Linked DNA regions of Mus musculus: region 2 is linked to region 1. Evidence: chromatin contacts called from public promoter capture Hi-C data. All regions are on one chromosome and are shown on one strand. The core of a region is the stretch at or near the end of the contact, and the rest is flanking DNA. Distances in the headings are between cores, read along the strand shown. Region 1 holds the start of Nr2e1 (nuclear receptor subfamily 2, group E, member 1). Region 2 holds the start of Sim1 (single-minded family bHLH transcription factor 1).

Region 1 (2,700 bases), core at 19-2,518:
ATACTTTACATTCCCCAGTTATGACCTACGCGGATTTAGGATTAAGGAAAATGTGACTTTTAAATGGTTTCTGCTTCCCGGTTTTGCAGGATTATTTGAAATAGCTGGAAACGGAGTGCAAAGCATTCCATTCGAAATCCGCTTTTTGCAGAGTTGCTTTTGCGCGCTGCAAGCTCTGAGTTTTTGAGCGGCTGCGTTATTGTGCGGCCGCCTGGAGCTGCGGCCCAGTTCCCGCCCCTGGCTCACCCCTCCCACCTTCGGCACCTGCAGCTAAATAGAAACAGCAGGCTGGACCGGTGGGCTGCCACGGGTCGCAACCTTCCTGATACACCGGGGAGACCCGGAAGAGCTAGCATCCAGAAGCAACGAAATTGCTCTCCCAGTTGCACGAAACGCTCCAACGCAACAGTCTAAGAGAGCTAGGCCAACGGACATACAAGCCCGAGAGAGTATTACTCTGGGGCTCAAATTCAGAGCTCTCAGAAGGACCATCCCGGCCTCCCAGCCTGCCCTCCCCAGGCCACGCGCCAGGACCCCGCGGCTGCCCGAGCGGTACCCACTTGTTGATCCGGCGGGCTTGCTCATGCTGGCGGTCCCGGGGCGCAGCGGTTGGTGGGCACTGCCGGATTCCCGACCCACGGCGCCCACGTCGCCGCCGGCCGCCGCCGCTCTCCAGCCGCCCTCCAGCCTGCGAGGCTCCCGGGCGGGACAGACAGGTGGCTATTGGTTGTGCGCTGCCCTGCTCTCCCCGGCGCTCAGAATTCGTTCCACAGTGGAAATGTAAGCATCCTTAAGTTTCTTTCCCGGCTCTAGCAAAACTGCAGCTGCTGGGGATGCGGCTTGATGTGGACACAGTCTTGAACAGACAGATGGAGAGATGGACAGGCAGGCTGAAGAGGGAGGACAGCGCGAGGGGAATATGGAAGGACAGAGATGGAGACACGGAAATGGTCTTCCTACGGAGCAACGAAGGCGAACTTCCCCTCGTTCCCCATGCTTGGTACTGCTTCCAATCTCTCCCTCCACACAGGCGTGCAGAGTGGGCAGCTCTCTGCAGACTGCAGATCTTCTGTGGAAAGGCGAAAATCACAGCCGCAGTCTCAGAGGCAGATTAAGCTCCTCGCTGCCGGAGCCCCGGCGCCGAGAGGGGAAACTAGATTGCTGGGAGATCTTCCAAGGGGAGAGGTGGCCAGATCCGAGTTTCCGGGGACAGCCGCGCACGCAGCGGCGAAGGGTCCCCGAAGTTCATTACCCTGTGACTTTGTGCCTGTCGCTGCGGGCCGGGTCTCTGGTAATATCTCCAGTAGCGCTCTGACAGGCAGCCGCGGGGAGGGGAATAGGGCGTCCCTGGCCCACTTAGCTTTTCCCCCAACTCCTGGCGGGGTCTGACGTCAGCCATGTGCGGGGAGGAGATGGGAAGAGGGAGGGGGTTAAATGCTAATGATATTAATGAACCTCCAAGCGGCTTCCAAAGAAAATGCAAGCGCTCTCGGAGCTGACGAGTTGAGAGTGAATACGGGCAAGCGGCTCCGTGCGTGCGTGATGGTGAGGACGGAGCCGCTCTTGTAATAAAAAAAATATGAATTTTTATATTTCACGGGAAGGGAGGAGGGGAGGGGTGGTGGGGCTCTCTCAAAACGCTTTTCCCCTCTCTCCAGAATGCCAGACAGATAGATTCGTGGAAGATATTGGGTAGCTGTGTCTGTGTATGATTGTGTGCGCCCGGACATGGCCATGTGAGTTGGTTCATTGTTGGTCTCGCGCCCCTTCTGTTGGGTAAAACTTGGATCTGGCCCGAGGTGAGTAATTTATTCATTTTGCAACTATCTATGGAAAGCCAGAGCTGAGGTCGCGGTGCGCGGTCTTGGGGACTGGGCTGGGATCTTGCGGTCCCTCGGCCTCGGCGTGACGGCTTTGGGCACCGCCGCGGGGAGGGCTTCGCCAGCTTCTTGCAAACAAAACCGGCCAACCCGGAGCTGGCGGCGTCCCTCTCGCCTCCATTGCGTGTACTGAGCAGCTGAGAGGCAAAGCCTCAAAGCCTTCCCTCCTGCGGTTGGTCCCCAGCGGGCGTCGCTGGCTTACCCCTGCAGGCCTGGGGACTCTGGAGAGCTCCGCCACCTTCCTCCCCAGCCGGGTCGCCTACCCGAAATCCTAGAGCTCTCTGGCATCTTGGTCGTGGCGCGGCGCGGGGACAGCGCGCGCCGAGGGAGCCTTGATCTCCGATCTCTAAGAGATTAATTCTATTTAAGCTCCCTCCGCCGCTTGAACTTGTCGAACAAGAGCTTGCCAGCCTCTCCTCGGGGCGTGGGCCCGGCCGGGGGTCAGAGGTCGCGCCTCCAGCTCTCCAGACCGAATTGGAGGCTGGGGGCTGGCGAGCTGTGGACAGCGCTCCTCCTGGTCGCTAGCCCACCCTTCCCGCAGCTCCCTCCTCACCTGGCCGCAGTGCCTGTTGGAGTCTCCCGTGTGACTGCCTGGCCCTGCAGATCCAAGGACCGGGTCCCAACTCGAAAGGGCTGTATGCTCCTGTCTCAGGCCTCAGCACGTGAAAGCAACTTTTCCCGGATTGCCCGAGCCTGGGAGGCAAGGAACCAAGAGCAGCACACACAGCAACTACCAGGCTTAGGGCCAGGCCACTTGGAACAACCGAGAGGCGGGTGATCGTGTCCCATACCACCTCTCCTTTATGGTCTTTCAAACAAG
Region 2 (2,700 bases), core at 1-2,500, 8.3 Mb after region 1:
GCGAGTGTCACTCGGCACGCCGAAGACCTCGGGGTTTGGAGCGGCGGCGGCAGCGGGGCAGCGGCGACCCCGCGCCCGGGGCTCATTAGGAGCGGAGCTGCCAGGCTCACTGTAGGACCCGAGCCGCGAGCCCAGTCGCGTGGGGGGGGGGGGGGAGGAGGAGCAGGGAGCATGCTCGTCACTCACCCCGATTGGCCAATGAGCGCCGCGTCTTGGTTGCCTATGACCAATAGGAAGAGAGAAAATTTGTGAGTGGCGTTTGAGAAGGGCGGGAGAAAGGGAACCTGGGAGCGAAGTTGAAGCTAAACCCGGTAAGCTATAAAGAAGTTACAGGGGGGCGCTTTGGGCTCCCAATTAGGAACAGTACCGGCTCCCAACACTACGGAGGACTCGGACTCGGAAAACACCTCTCCTGTCCCCAGCCTGTGTTCTCCTCCCGCTGCTACCTACCCCTCCCCCATTCATGCCCATGGGAAGGTGGCCCAGGCACACTCTGCGGGCTGCGGGTGACAGCCGGGAGGCTGCCGCTGAGGCTCCGCAAGCGCGCAGGCTTGAAAGCAGTTAGGGGGCGGGAGCCTTAGCAGCCTCCGCGGCTCTCGAGGACGTAAGGTAGGTGAGGAGCCAAGAGCTCCAGGTGATGCCTACGAGGGGCTGTCGCGCGTGCCACCTGTTAACTCTGCGCTGCGGTGCCCTGTGTGCAACTGCGGGAGTCCCCGGGGGTTTGATGCATAAGCAGCACTTCTCCAGGAACCCCTCAGACGTGAACCCCGCCGGGGAGAGGCAGCCGGAGTCCGGGGCAGTGGAGGAATTCTGCACGGCTGGATAGCCTGGCTTGGCGCGCACGGCCGGCCGAGCTCTCCGCAGACGCGCATTTAGCCGTCGGTGCTACATCCCGGCCGCGGCGAGCGGAAGCCCAGCCTGTCCCGGGACCGACCTGCCCAAGTTTTAAATACCCAGGGCTGTGACGAGCAGAGTATGAGCGCAGAGGCCCTTTGGGGCCCGGTTGGCTGAATTATAGTGGGTTTGAGTTTAGCCACAGATGTCTTATTCCTTGGTGTTCTTGTCTTCGTAGTGATCTGAAAGAAGTTACCCGCGATTCCTGTTTCCTACAAACCAGCTCAGAACCAGAGGAGTTGGAAAACAAACGTCGGGTATTATTATGTCGATTTCCCAAGGACCCGGGTTCTTACCGCGGATCAGATGAAAAGGTTGGCTCCTCGGGAGTCCTTCCAGCATTTTATACTTAGAGTCCCAAAGGATTGCCCGGATTTGCCGTGAACCAGCAGCTTTCTTTTATACTTACACCTCACGTTTTCAAGAAAGTATTTTGTTTGCCGCATTGCCCTGTCCATCATTCGTGTCTTCCCGGAGCAAACTTCAGCCTCCTGTTTAAAGTTATGTTTTTACCGAGTGTGATCTCTAATTGAAAGTTAACTTTTGGTTTTGGATGAGTCTGTGGAGTTTACGTTGTAAGAAGAAAGGGAGCCCGAGACACGATGAAAGAAAAGTCTAAAAATGCTGCCCGAACGAGGAGGGAGAAAGAAAACAGTGAATTTTATGAACTGGCTAAATTACTGCCTTTACCCTCAGCCATCACCTCCCAACTGGACAAAGCATCCATCATCAGACTCACGACCAGCTATCTCAAAATGAGAGTGGTCTTTCCAGAAGGTAAGCGTCTGTGCCTAGATTGAATTTCGAAGGAGTAAACCTACCCCAGCAGCACAGAAATGTACTTGTGTTTACCGGCGTGGGTTACATTCTCTGAAAAGGGAAATTTAACCAAGCTATTTGATCAGTCAGCGCCAAAGGGCTTTCCCTGCCTTTCTTAGTCTTTCTCTTCTTCCCCGTATTTCTCTCTCCAACACATTCGATATATTTGGTTGGGAAATAACCCAATAGTGCTTTTATCAACATTTGGCTCAGTTGAAAGCACGGCTAATCCAAACATGACTTTCCTTTTTGTTCCTCTAGTCAGACATGTATCCAATAGAAATCAGGAGTACTGCCCAATTGCTTATTTTTGCTAGGTATAGATTAGATGTATAAACATAGTGCTAGGTAAGCTAGATAATAATTTATCAAAAGGGCCACAATTCCGCGAGGGCAGGCGTGTGTGTGCGAACAGTATGCCTGGACTCCGCCAGTCTCTTGGCTGTTTATAGTAAATTGGTTCTCATTTTTTAAGATGTCCAGAGATTCTTAAATCGGAGCTTTGTGAGTTGCATTTCTGGCCTTGGCGTTATCTGTAAAATCATAAATTTGTCTCAAAATAGTCAAGATTTGAGGAAAGTAGAGCAGACAGAAATGTATCCTCAGTGGTGGCTGACAAATCGAGACAAACTCTCATAGGGCCTAGAAGTTAGAATACCAGCAGCAGATAGGATTGTAAGTTGGAATTTCAGTTACTAATACTCATTGTGAGAGGAAGAGCGGACTTCCCAGAGCATAGTCTTGTGTGAACTCATATCTACTTAGTAGGAAACGTGAATACTCTCCAGGGAAGGAGCTCTTTGATCTCCCATTTGCTCACCCTTCCTCAACCAAATAACAAACAGAATAGAAAAATATTTTGTTAGGGGAGGAAGTTTTAAGAATGTAAAAGAATGATTACTAGACAAACAAAACTTCTAGAGAAAGAAGTTTGTTTATTTACAAATGAGACAAATGAGAACTTCTTTTTGACCTGTTGTTGGTTTT

Evidence for each region. Promoter capture Hi-C pulls out the DNA fragments that hold promoters and counts their contacts.
Region 2: a contact with region 1 is called in a promoter capture Hi-C map of second pharyngeal arch cranial neural crest. The contact joins the promoter of Sim1 here to the promoter of Nr2e1 in region 1. A contact is called at or near these places in 5 of 39 promoter capture datasets (cranial neural crest, frontonasal cranial neural crest, hippocampal neurons and 2 more) and 8 of 484 Hi-C or Micro-C datasets (cerebellum, embryonic ectoderm, embryonic stem cells and 1 more).

The regions. Positions count from the first base shown.
Region 1 is chr10:42,582,322-42,585,021 of GRCm38.p6, forward strand. Nr2e1 (nuclear receptor subfamily 2, group E, member 1) reads right to left here and starts at 1,269. Exons shown (of 9, transcript NM_152229.3): 1 at 561-1,269. The coding sequence starts at 585. Gm38491 (predicted gene, 38491) reads left to right here and starts at 1,471. Exons shown (of 2, transcript NR_169130.1): 1 at 1,471-1,545; 2 at 1,659-2,700.
Region 2 is chr10:50,894,401-50,897,100 of GRCm38.p6, forward strand. It overlaps Sim1 (single-minded family bHLH transcription factor 1), which reads left to right and starts at 1,251. Exons shown (of 11, transcript NM_011376.3): 1 at 1,251-1,671. The coding sequence starts at 1,497. A230054N11Rik (a long non-coding RNA gene) reads right to left here and starts at 134. Exons shown (of 2, transcript XR_871640.2): 1 at 1-134.